Regions from separate parts of the Mus musculus genome. Here all the other regions are linked to region 1. Evidence: chromatin contacts called from public promoter capture Hi-C data. All regions are on one chromosome and are shown on one strand. The core of a region is the stretch at or near the end of the contact, and the rest is flanking DNA. Distances in the headings are between cores, read along the strand shown.

What was found. Promoter capture Hi-C pulls out the DNA fragments that hold promoters and counts their contacts.
Region 2: a contact with region 1 is called in a promoter capture Hi-C map of embryonic stem cells. The contact joins the promoter of Zswim6 here to the promoter of Erbin in region 1. A contact is called at or near these places in 2 of 39 promoter capture datasets (embryonic stem cells and pre-B cells).
Region 3: a contact with region 1 is called in a promoter capture Hi-C map of pre-B cells. The contact joins the promoter of Smn1 here to the promoter of Erbin in region 1. A contact is called at or near these places in 2 of 39 promoter capture datasets (cranial neural crest and pre-B cells).
Region 4: a promoter capture Hi-C map of pre-B cells shows a contact between it and region 1. The contact joins the promoter of Ipo11 here to the promoter of Erbin in region 1. A contact is called at or near these places in 3 of 39 promoter capture datasets (cranial neural crest, liver and pre-B cells) and 1 of 484 Hi-C or Micro-C datasets (CD4 T cells).

Annotation. Positions count from the first base shown.
Region 1 is chr13:103,919,129-103,922,226 of GRCm38.p6, reverse strand. It overlaps Erbin (Erbb2 interacting protein), which reads left to right and starts at 1,641. Exons shown (of 26, transcript NM_001289473.1): 1 at 1,641-1,981. It overlaps D130037M23Rik, which reads right to left. Exons shown (of 1, transcript XM_006517803.4): 1 at 1-3,098. The coding sequence starts at 2,234. The coding sequence ends at 405.
Region 2 is chr13:107,888,496-107,891,593 of GRCm38.p6, reverse strand. It overlaps Zswim6 (zinc finger SWIM-type containing 6), which reads left to right and starts at 1,530. Exons shown (of 18, transcript NM_145456.3): 1 at 1,530-1,990; 2 at 1,992-2,000; 3 at 2,003-2,008; 4 at 2,011-2,013; 5 at 2,016-2,197. The coding sequence starts at 1,545.
Region 3 is chr13:100,123,351-100,126,448 of GRCm38.p6, reverse strand. It overlaps Smn1 (survival motor neuron 1), which reads right to left and starts at 1,594. Exons shown (of 9, transcript NM_011420.2): 1 at 1,484-1,594. The coding sequence starts at 1,555.
Region 4 is chr13:106,935,497-106,938,594 of GRCm38.p6, reverse strand. Ipo11 (importin 11) reads left to right here and starts at 1,637. Exons shown (of 30, transcript NM_029665.4): 1 at 1,637-1,835.

The DNA of each region.
Region 1 (3,098 bases), core at 392-2,891:
GCGTAGAACTCAACTTTAGTAAATAATTCTTTGGTGGACTTCGTGAACTCTTTCCCTTGGATGCAAGCCAAAACTCATCTGTAAGGCATATAGCTTTTTATTCAAAGTTGGTGATGAATAATTATCTCTGGGCTACAGACGGAAGAACTGAACCAGTGGCTTGAAGGACCCAGAGGCTAATTACCATCCCTGTGCATAGTTAATACAGCAGAGTGGGGGTGGACGATGGTTTGCCCAGAATCTATTCCATTCCCTCGGGTAAAACAAGGATGTTCTGTCTGCTAACATACTTAAAGCAGTAACTGTAAAAACGGCAATGTTATGGTTGAAGCTTTCTAAGCCATATGTGTTGACAGAATGCTTAAGTCTCTCTCTGCAATAAACGCAAACCCTGCCAGGCAGAACTACCAGGGCCAGCGCGACTGACTGAACGACTGCACGCCCGAAAGCGTAGGGGCTGGAAGGCTTCGCGGCGCTCGGAGTGCATCCAATGTTTCCTCTAACAAAGGCACCGTCTTGAGGCAATTTCGCGGGCCACGCTCCCCGCCTCCCAGCACCAGCTTTGTCTCCTCGGAGGGGCCCCCGGCCGCGTCGCCGCTTGCAGCAAGCTCGGAGGCCGGCCCGGCGTGGGAAGAAGCTGCACGGAGCAGCGGCGGTGGTTTCCTGCAACCTGAGCGTGCCATTAGAGGCGTCGGAGTGCTGCAGCTGAAAGAGATACCTGCTGCCTGGAAATCGGGGCTGCACTCGAACAACCTCTTTGCACCAATTACGGTCGTACAAAGAAACTCGATCGGCCCGGGCGGCGGAGGCCTCGCGGGGTCGTGGGGGGCGGAGGGGAGCCCGGCGGCCCGGGCCTCGGGAGGGTGGGTGGCGGGCCTCCCGCCGCGCGCCTCCCCGCCGGCCCGCGGCCCCCGGCCCGCGCCCCCCGCCGCCGACGTCGACCGCGTAGACCCCGTGCGCGCTGACTGGCTCGCGCCGGCCTTCGCCTGGCTGTGGGCGGTTGGGGCGCCCCCGCGGGAGCCCGCCCCGCCCCCGTCGCCGCCGCCGCCGCCGCGCGCAGCCTCGGCCCCCTTAGCCGCCGGGGCGGTGGCGCTGTTGCCGCCGAGGCCTGTGAAGCAGAAACTCCCTCCACCCCGGCCCGGCCCGGGTCCGCCTCCTCCTTTCTCTCCTCCGCCTCGCCTCCCCTCTCCGTCTCCCGCTCGAGAGTGAAGGTGGCGCGGCGGCGCGCGACGCAGCCTGGGCCCCCGGCGCGGGCCCGCGAGCTCCCGAGGAGACCGCGCCGCCGCGGCCGCGACCGCAGGGAAAGAGGACGGAGGAGAGCGCAGGGACGGCGGCGGGAAGCCCGGAGGGTTCGAGCGCGAGTGGCAGAGACAGGGCCGGCCGGTCGGACCGCCCGACGGACGGTCGCCTTCCAGCCTGCGCGGCCGGTCGGCTCCGGCTCGGAGCGGCGGGGGCCGGGCGGGCGCAGGGCGCGGCCGGCGCACTCGAGACAATACCCGCGCGGCGCGGCTGTGGGGGCGGAGGCCTAGTGCGGCCCAGGCCGGCCGAGCTCCGCGTCCTCGCCCCCCGTGGGCCGCGCGAGGTTCCGCGGCTCGGGGCGGGCGCCGTCCCCTCCCCCTCGGCGGCGCGGCGCGCCACCCCGGGGTTCCGGGTTCCCGGGCCCCGAGCTGGAGCCTGCTTTTCACCCAGGCAGGAAGTGAGTTTCGCACGGCAATTCCGGGCGGTGTCACGAGTGAAAAGTTTTTTCCTTCGGCGGAGAAGCGAGCCGGGGCTGGGAAACTCCTGACACAAGTCGCGAGCAGGAAGCCAGCCCGCACCCCAGCCCCCACCGGAGCAGCCGCACTGCTGCGGCCGGCCGGGCGGCAGCTCCACATCCGCCTCGTCCTCACGGGAGCCTCGGCGGGGCCCGGAGCCACTGAGGAAGGGCAGGGAACCATGTCAAGCCGAGCCTCGGGACGGCTGCCCTGAGACACCCTGAGAGGTAATTTCTTTTCTTTCTTTTTTTTTCTTTCTTTTACGGGAAGCGTCGAGCCAAGTTCGTGGGCCGGAAGCGACGGTACTTTAGTCCACCTCGCTCTGCCCGACTCGTCTCCCTTCTTTCTCCCGTGCCTTGGCATTTTAGCCGCCGAATAGTAGAACTGATTTCTCCCCCTCGCCCCGTCTACCGTCTGGATTCCTTTCTTTTTAAGACGGGGATTGTAAGAATGCGGTGGGACGAAAAGTTTTTCAGCCATCGGAAGAAAGAGTTCCTTTGTTGAGCAGGAGGGCCAGAAGTTTTAGTGCTCCGGGACGTATACATTGTATATCAAGTTGCTGAGGCTGGCAACTTTTGTTTCCGAAGAAAGTTGAGTCTTCTGGCTGCGGGGAGAGATTGATTCCCTCTCCCTGAGATGGCTGCCACATTTGTTTATGTTGGTGCCGATTGTTTTGGTTTTCGCGTTAATCCTACGCGGAGGTCGTTTCGGTAGAACACGTCTGGTTCTTTGGACTTTAGAAACCGGCTGCCTGCCATTCCCGATTGCTTTTTCTGGACAGCGAAGGCGCCGCTTGTAGTAGTAGTAAGTCGTGCGTTCTTTTCAGTCAGTAGCTTAACAGTGCTTGTTTGGTTACTTGATTGAAGAGTAGCTGCTAGATTTTTCTTGAAACTGGCGTTCTAGGAAACAGAATGTCGTAAAGATTAGGGATGAGGACGGAGAAGGATATGGCTACAAAAACAAAACAAAACGCCAAACACCTGCAAGTAGTTGATTGGTCAGGACTTGTATGCAGTTCCGAATAGGAACAACACTGGAAGGGAAGCGAAATAAAACCCTTAAAATTTTCAGAAGAGTCACACTGTGCGGAAAAAGCGGCGCTGTTTTGCAGTTGTATGTGTGTTGGCCCATCTGTTTTTGTTTGCTTCTGCCTAATAAGTGATAGGTACGGACTGTTCGGGCAGGAATTCGTGAAGCATGGCAGACATTCCACCAGTCAGACCTAGGGACGCTTCTGAACCGATGGAGTTTTCTTTATGGGTAGAACTAATTTTGGTTGCAGTAAACCCTGCTGTCTTTTCCCTTAGTAGTGTTTCAATTGTGTGTGTCTTTTAAAGTTTAATT
Region 2 (3,098 bases), core at 281-2,780, 4.0 Mb before region 1:
TTATCTCCAACAATAGGACAGTATCTCTAACACTGTTTACAGTAAAAACAGAAGGTGGAGCAAGAAGTCAGAGTGTCTAACGTGGTCATTAAGCCTGCGGCTTGGCTGAGATCTAACCAAGCTCTGCAGAGTGCGAAGAACAATGTCCGCAGGGTTCCCGGTTCAGACGGGGACTCGTTTCTCCGCCTCCGCTGGCGCCCGGGCACCGTCTCCCAGCGCTGCTCGCTCTCCTGCTGCCCTGCAGCGGGGAGGACCCGCCGGTCGGGCGCCGCCAATGCTGCAGGGAGCGCAGCGCGCGTCCGGAGCGCCAAGGACTCCAGGTCTCAGCCCCGCCGCAGATTCCAGAGCGCCCGCGGCTGTTGTCCGCCACCGGGCGGCCGTGAGCGACAACCGTCTCGCGTTGGAGAGTTTGCGCGATCCTCTCTGCCCGTGTGTGCGCTCTAAGTGAGCGGCCCGACCCCCTGGGTCTGCAGCAGGTCGCGGCAGAGGGCGACTGGGGCTCTGGGGTGAAGCCGGGCGGGCCGGCTTCTTGGCCCGAAGGACTGAAAGAGTGCGAGGGCGGGGCGGGGCAGGGCGGCGCGGCCGGCTCGGGACGCGCGTCCAGCGGCTGCGGGGCAGCATCCGAGCGCTGCGCGTGTCCGGGCGCTCGATCGACTCGGCTCCCTGGCGTGTCACCGGGCCGGAGCGAACCCGGGGCTCAGGGCTGGGTGCGCTGCAGTTACGCGGGGCAGCCGCGCCCCTTCCCCACCTGGGTCGGCGAAAAGTGAAGTGGAAAACAGTGGCTGAGCTCAGCCCTCCTCCCTTTCCCCCCTGCGCCGCAGCCACGGCCGAGGGTGGGGGAAGTTCGCTTCGCCGGGTTGGAAGGAAAGCAGGCGGCCTGGGCCGCGCCTCCCCCGCCTTCCTCTCGGCCGCGTCCCCGGGGCTTCACGCAGCATTTCTTTGTTTTGAAAGCGCCTCCTCCGCCCAGAGGCTTTTCCCCGCGGGGCCGGCTGACTGGGGGGTGGGGCATCGAGCAGTCGGCCCGCCCTCCATTTAGTCCGGAACCCTCCCCCCTCCCCGCCCCGCGGCGACCCACGAGGAGCGTCCACGCTCGGCGGACATCAAAAGGAGGCAGGGCGCTGGAGGGCTAAGTTGAGTAGACAGGGGGCGCAGAGACCCACCCACCCTTCCCCTTGGCAGACGGCCCGACCCCTCCCGCGGAAACCCCGCCTGAGCCCCGCCTCCCGCGTCACAGCAGCCTGACATTCTCACAGCCCACCGGGCACCCAACCCGGGTGCCCCCGCCACCCCCGTGTCCACGGAGCGCTCTATTTATGTTTCAGCCCAGTGATTTGCATAGGCCCCGCCCCCTCCCCTAGGTTCTCCCTATCGGCGCTCCTCCTCGGCGATGTCGTCACGGCCTAGGCCACACCTCCCGTGCCCCTACAAGGAGCGGCGGGCCCTAGATGGCAGCGTGGCGTCGCCACGGCGTGTGCGTGTCGCGCTTCCTTGTGCCGTTTATAGGGTCCCGGCACTTCCGCTGTCGGGTTAGAAGCGGCGCGGTCATGGCGGAGCGCGGACAGCAGCCTCCTCCCGCGAAACGGCTCTGCTGCCGGCCGGGCGGCGGCGGCGGCGGCGGCGGCGGTGGTGGGGGCAGCAGCGGCGGCGGCGCGGGTGGCGGCTACAGCTCTGCCTGTCGGCCCGGCCCGCGGGCGGGCGGTGCGGCGGCGGCGGCGGCGTGCGGGGGCGGCGCGGCACTGGGGCTGCTGCCGCCGGGCAAGACCCAAAGCCCCGAGTCTCTGCTGGACATCGCAGCGCGCAGGGTGGCGGAGAAGTGGCCGTTCCAGCGCGTGGAGGAGCGCTTCGAGCGCATCCCGGAGCCGGTGCAGCGCCGCATCGTCTACTGGTCCTTTCCCCGCAGTGAGCGGGAGATCTGCATGTACTCGTCCTTCAACACCGGCGGCGGCTCCGCGGGCGGCCCCGGCGACGACAGCGGCGGCGGCGGCGGGCGGCAGCACGGGCGCGGCGCGGCGGCGCGGCGGCTCCTCATCCTCGCCGGCCGCCACCTCAGCCGCCGCCGCCGCCGTCGCCGCGGGCACCGGGACCCCGTCGGTGGGGGCGGCCAGCGCTGCGGACGGCGGCGACGAGACGCGGCTGCCCTTCCGCCGGGGTATCGCGCTGCTGGAGAGTGGCTGCGTAGACAACGTCCTGCAAGTCGGTGAGTCACGGGGCTGCCGCGGGCCGTCGGTCCTTCGGTCTGTCCTCCTGTCCCTCGGGGGTGGGGGAGGGCAGGGTCTCCCCTCCGATCCCCTGGGCCGCCTCGGGTCGGGCGCGCGCGGTGCAGCAGCGGGCGACTCGGACGGTCCCCGGAGCGGAGCGCCCATTTCCTCCCGCTGGTCCCCGCCCCCGTCTCCCCGGACGGGCTAGCGCGAGTGGGAAATGAATCAGCAAGGACGCGCCCCTCGGTGGCGGGGTGGTGGGTGTCGGCGTCCCGGTCGTCTGTCCGGCAGGCTGAGTGCGGGTGTGCGGGGCGGGCGTGGACAAAGGCGCGGGTGGCCGCGGGGCTCGGGCTGGGGCGTGCGGCGCGGGGGAGGGGGCGCGGGCCGCAGACAATGCCGACCGGGGCGCTCGCTCTGCACTGCCCGGCTCGCGTCCTTTCTTCTGGCGCTGCTCCGCGCCCCGCGGTCCGAGGTGGGGTGGTGGCGATCCCTTCAACCCCGCTCGGCCACCGCTCCGCTCGGGGCTCCGACGGCCGGCCGGCTAGCCGGCCGGCCCCTCGTACTCAGGCTGCTTTAAGGTGTCTGCAACGAGCTCCGCGGCGTCCGCGTCCGGGTCCCCGAGCCACCCCGGCCGGCAGTGACGGCCGGCCGGGCCGCTGAGGGGCGCCGCTCTCGCTTCTCCGTCCCGTGAGGCACCCCGCCGCCCGACTTCTGCCTGAGCCCGGGGTTCGGGCGCGGTGCTGAGGGAGCGGGCAGCACCGCCGACGCTGTGACCCGCGGCCGGCGTCCGCACCGAGGGGCCCCGCGGCCCCTGCGCCCCTGCGCTGCTGCGCGCCCCGCACCTCCCGGCAGTTTGTTCTCCTTTCGGGTTTATTTGTGCCCCTTTCAATTTTCTGTCAC
Region 3 (3,098 bases), core at 345-2,844, 3.8 Mb after region 1:
GTGTGTTACAGGCAGATACATTTCTAGAAAGTCACCACGCACGAACACAGAGATCCTAGCACCTAAGAAAGCCTCAATGTACTCAGTAGAAGCAGAGGACTGCCAAGGCAAAACTGGTCTGGGCTATAGTGGGTTCCCAGACAGCATAGACTACAACATAAAACTCTATCCCAACAAACAAACAAGCACACCAACAAACAAAAACAAAACCATGAACTACAAATTAAAATGGCTCATATCTATAATCTACAATCCCAATATCCCGGAGCTGGAGACAGTAGGGTTGCCAAGAGCTCCAGGCCAGTCTAGCATATTGAATTCCAGGCCAATTTAGGTTATGGAATGTGTCCCTGATTCAAATGGGGGCGGGAGGGGGGGCTGAGACGGGGCAATCTCCTTGAGTTTGATGCCAGCCTGGCTTACATGGAGAGTTCCAAGTCTCCTAAGGCTACCCTGTGAGACCTGTCTCAAAACAACAAAACAGCAACAAGAAAGAAGCTGCAATCAATAAGATTACCCCTGAGATTGTAAACATGACCCATCACCCTGGGCATGAAGAAGTTACCACGATGACAAATTAGCACAGGAACCTTGTGGTTTTAAGGAGAGAACCAGACCGCCAGGGCTCCCCTGAGGACAAAGGGCAAAGCTTTATTCAGAATAGGAATTGCTGGGCTGTCCCCCAAAGAAGGAAATGCAGCACTGCCCAAAGCTGCCCAGAATTCTCTTCTCCCACCCCAAGCCCCAAGCAGAAATCAGTTGCCATACCATAAGACGACCGAGGTCCTAATGTTTTAAACTTCGTTAGATGGAGTATGTTGTTTCCCAGGCTAGACTCAACTTCACATTCCTGCCTCAGGAGCTGGGACTGATCACATGCACAGTCCACCAACTTGGCTCTGATTTGCCCTCGTACTTACCAGTGTTTATCTTACTTCTACAGTCTCCCTGTAATTTAGGCTGGTCCGGAATTCACGCTGTAACCGAGGATCTTGAACTCCCGACCCTCCGGCCCCCATCTCCCAAGTGTTTGTGCATGTAATTATGCGTGCACCACCAACCCTGCCTCGGATCTGCTGTCGTATACATTTGAATGCAATGCAGTCAATAGCAACTTTCAACTACTCCGGGCAACTTTAGTTATCCCTCTCTCTCAAACTTTATCAACTGTTGTTTGCAACACTTGGTCTTTCCGGTTACAAAACTGGATCCAGAAAACCAGCATTTTAGTCTAAAGTCCCTGTGAACATCTTCATCCTGACCTAAATCTGGAGCTTTCCAATGGCTCCTATCTGGTTGCCTTGCTTCAGCCAGCCTGTCCCCGTTCCTGCACATCCCCTCACAGTCACACAGGACCAAAGCGTGGCTCACAGCCTCGCCGGCGCCCGAGCTGCACCAGGAGCCGCCTGCGGATGTGGCCCGAGCTCGCACCGCCTCGGTCTCGGGCAGCGCTCCGAGTGCTAGCGCCGAGCCGCGACCTCACCTGGCCGGTGCCACGCCGGAACAGCACCGTATCTTCCTGCTCGGAGCCCGCTCCGCCACTGCCCATCGCCATGGCCTGCTACCACGGACGCTGCCGGGCTCACTCAATGACGACTTCCGTCATGGGGCTTCTGGGACCGGAAGAGTACGGTGGCCCGGAGGCAGCCAGAGACCTCCTACACGCTTCCAACTCACTCCTCCCACATCTGTCTTTTCTCTTTCTCCCCTCCACCTGTCTTCTAGTTCTTTTTTTTTTTTTTAACCTTTCCCTCTGTTTTCTTCCAATTTATTTTCCTCCCTCCAGCCCTTTTCTTTTCATTTTTCAAGTCAGCCTCGCTATATAGCCTAGGCTGGCCTTTGCTACCTCAGCTTCCCGAGTTTGGGATGAACCTTCACAATAAGGGCATCCTGTGTTTGCTGGTTCTTGATGCACACACCAATTATTAGACGATGGGTTGGTATCGGGCCTTTTGCAGTGTTAGGTGTCTGTTTTGTAATGGGCCCAAGGTTGAGGTAAGGGGAGTCGACCATTTCCTTCATCTGGCATATCTGGTAAATTCCTGAGTCTGATTTTCCTGATAGAATTTCGATATCCCATGTGCCACCATAGTTTTGATTTATCCCAATAAATTTACAGATTGACTCAGGAATAAGCCACCTATCAGCCTGTAGAAAACAAACAAAAAACTAGATAAGTCCTGGCAGATGGTGCTATTTCTGGTGTACCCAGAGGTTTCAGTCACCTCCCTCAAGATGGAGTCAGAAGCTGCTTGTAGGGTGGAGTTTCCAGAGGCAAGCAGGTATGAGTTGGGGCCAGCCTGGTCTACATACGAAGTTCCAGGCCAGTCAGAGGTTTGCAGCGAGCCCCTGTCTCAAACTATGATGGACTCTCCCAGGGCAGGGCACAGCCTGGCAAAACCCACTGTTTTCTACAATTTAGGGGATCTTGGAATAGGGCATAGACAATAGGGCATCCCAAAAGCGCCCAGTGAGATTTGTGGGTTCTTGTGTTCCAGGATTTAACAAAATAAAATTGGACCAGGGGCACACTGATAGTGATGTGGGTGTAGATCGTTTGTTAAGAGAATGTTCCCAGCTGCGGACATGGACAGAGTATCTGGGAAACACATCCTACTGAGCTGGTAAAAGGCAGAGTGCCTTAGCTAAATTAGGGGATATTTACCCAACAGAACACTGAAACAATGTCTCAAAACCACAAAAACCTGCAATTTAAAAAAATGAGGAGGCGGTGACATCTTCGGCTCCAGAAAACCGGCCACCTTCCTGGCCAAAGCAACACAGCTTCTGGGAAAGATCCTGTTTTGGGCCTTCATCTTCAGCCAGGAGGAGGTCCAAACACCAGATAACTGTGCACCTTCCCTAAAAGAGGAGAGCTTGCCTGCAGAGACTGCTCTGACCACTGAAACTCAGAGGAGAGAGCTAGTCTCCCACGTCTGCTAGTAGAGGGTAACAAAATCAACAGAGGAACAATCTCTAAACAAAGACAACTATAACAACTAACTCCAGAGATAGCCAGATGGCGAAAGGTAAACGTAAGAATCCTACTAACAGGAACCAAGACCACTCACCATCATCAGAACCCAGCACTCCCACTT
Region 4 (3,098 bases), core at 388-2,887, 3.0 Mb before region 1:
TCAATTGTATGCAAAAAGCACTATGTTTTCAAATACACACTGCGGAAATAGTTTAGTGGTTACAGTGCTTGCCTGGCATGTTCAAGGCCATGTGTTCTACTCTTAGCAACCCACCCTCCCCCACCCCCAAAAAGAAAAAGATTTCAAATATAACCTGAAGACACTCAATGATAAGTTAATTCTAATATTTTCCCTATTCTCTCAAAATTGAGCATGAAAATATAGTAATGAAGTACAGTGGATTGAGGGTTATTCATCTAGCTGTAAATATTTGTTTTGTCAACAATATGCACCTGCATCTTCCATTCAATACTAGTCAAAATTAGTACTTCTGAATACATCCTAATTTGGGGTCCTAGTATTCTAGACACACTTTGTGTATGCTTTTGTTGTTGTTGTTGTGTGTTTTTTTTTTTTTTTTTTTTTTTTTTTTGAGGCAGGGTTTCTCTGTGTAGTCCTGGCTGTCCTGGAACTCACTCTATAGACCAGGCTGGCCTTGAACTCAGAAATTCGCCTGCCTCTGCCTCCCAAGTGCTGGGATTAAAGGCATGTGCCACCATGCCCGGCCTGCGTATGCTCATTTTTTAAAATTAAACATTTCCTAAGATTTACAAAAGACCTATGACTCCAATAAAAGAGTTCTATTTTTCAAAATTTCTCTTTTTAATAACTACTTAATTCTTTCTTCCCACACTAACTATCGCTTGTCTCTCTACCATTGGACACATCCTCTGGGTGGTTGGCAACATTAGCATCAACGGGAATGTGGATACATTTTAGACCAACCATGTAGCTGTGAGTTTGTGCTACACCACTTTGTGCTCCCAGAGGATCACGCACTTCCACCCACTCTCCAGGAACTCTTTGGATTCTGGAATGAAAGCCACACACACATTAGCTTATTTTTGAAATGCCTTTGGTTAACTCAATGACTGGGCACTCCTAAACCTTCCCAACAGAGACTATATGCATGTAACCCTAACACTTGAGAAGTGGCGGCGTCGGAATTTGAAGGTCATCCTCAGCGATGCCAGCCTGGGGTCCTGAGACCCTGATTAAACAGCAGAACTCTAGCGGGGCGTGGTGGCACACACCTTTAATCCCAGCACTCGGGAGGCAGAGGCAGGCGGATTTCTGAGTTCGAGGTCAGCCTGGGCTACAAAGTGAGTTCCAGGACAGCCAGGGCTATACAGAGAAACCCTGTCTCGAAAAAACAAGAACAAAAAACAAAACAAAAACCAGCAGAACTCTAACCCCCACCCCCCAAAAAAAAAAAAAAAAACCAAAACCAACAATGCTCATCCAAATACCTATGGTGGCAGAGTTCATCAATGGGATTCTTTTGATGACCCTCTTCTGCCGTGACAGACTCCTAAACCAAGTAGCTGACAGAATAGTGAAGATGCAATGAATGGTTTTGACTTAGGCTTCGATCAGCGCAGGAGACTATCGATTTTCTCCGGACCTACGGTTTCCATAGTTACAGGGGCCCCTAAGCCGGCGCCTTGCTCCGGGTACCACGCAAGCGCACACAACCCTATTGGCTGCCGCGCGCCTTCGGGTTCGAACTCGAGTTCCTCCCTCCCCTTCCCTCCGCCGTCCTATGGCCTCCCTCCTCGGCCTCTCGGCGCTCTGGGAACCTGTGACGTAATTTTAGCGCGCCCTCGTCGTTTGGAGTGGCGACGCGGAACATGGCGCGTTCCTAGAAGCCGTTTTCGGCATCAGTAGGCGGCAGCGTGTGGACTAGGAGCGTGGGGGACGAGGAAGCAACCAACGCCGCTTCGTGTGGACAAGTGGAAAGGGGCGGGCCGGGCGGTTCCGGACCGAAGCACGCGGTGAGGCCCGGCCGCGAGCCGCGCGGATGGAAGGAAGGAAGGGAGGAGTGGGCTGGGCAGCGAGAGACCCCGCGCCGAGGGCGGAACGCGGGGTCCCGCGGAGCTGTGCGGCGTGGCCGTGGGCCCTCGCGGCTCTGGTGTAGCCCGGGCGAGCACGGGCTCCCGGGCTGTGGGAAGCCTCTGGGTGCTGGGTCCACGGTGCGGCGTGGCAGGGTCTGAGTGACAGGCTGAGCAAAGGCGAGGGTACCTATTGTGTCCCCTGTCGCCGGCCAGGGGGCTGTATTTGTCCTTGGAGGCTTTGGGCTGCACAGCACGAGGGAAACGTGTTCCCCTTCCCAAGACCGGTGTGTGGAGTTAGCTGCACACGCGACCTTGCCGTGGAAGCTGTGCTTTGGAAAGCTTTAAGCATTCCGATCGTTCCTTCACCTTTAAGGAAAAAGTGAAGGGACTTCAACATCAATTCTCCGAGAGGAGATTCATGCTGAGGTATGGCCGCCAGTGCACAGGCTCAGCGACTCCTGCAGCTTTACATTTGGGAATATTTGTGATTCAGCAAAATTATTTCGAGGCCCATAGCATTTGCTCTTTTCCCCTTAATTCTCTTATTGCGTGGTCAACGTGAGAATCTTACAGCAGAGTGATTTTTTTTTTTTTTTTTTTTTTTTTTTTTTGCGTACATAGCAAAGACCGGTAATCTGGCTTCTGGTGCCAAGGTTGTAGTTGGCACACCTCTTCTCCACACGTTACAGGAGCTCTGTTACATGCGATAATGCCTTTAAGATATGCTTGTTGTATAGAAGGAAGCAAGGAAGAGCAGTTGGCAACCATATATTTTAACCTCTCGTGGACTGAGATTTTTCTCTTCCATTTCCACATTATTTCAGAATTTTGTTCTTTGGTTAAGGGCAGAATGACTTCATTATATGAGCTTGATAGCTTTCTTTACATCATTACCTACATGGCTTGATAGCTTTCCCCACATCTTTGTTCCACACAGAGGAAAATTTTGGTAGAATTAGAATTTTTTTTTCCTGCTGGTGGTAGGATTGCAGACTTTTTTCTTCTTCTTTGGGTGTTCTGATGGTGTCTAGCATAAACATTTTAATTTATTTTGTGGACATGTGTAATAGCTATAGGGCAGGAGGGCATTTTTTTTTGCCTTGATTACACTTCTTAAAGCCAAAAGAGAATTCTCAAAGGAATTTGGTTGTAGTAATATGGATGGAGGTTCCAAAGCAGTGTGCAACAGTTATTTGGTAATTA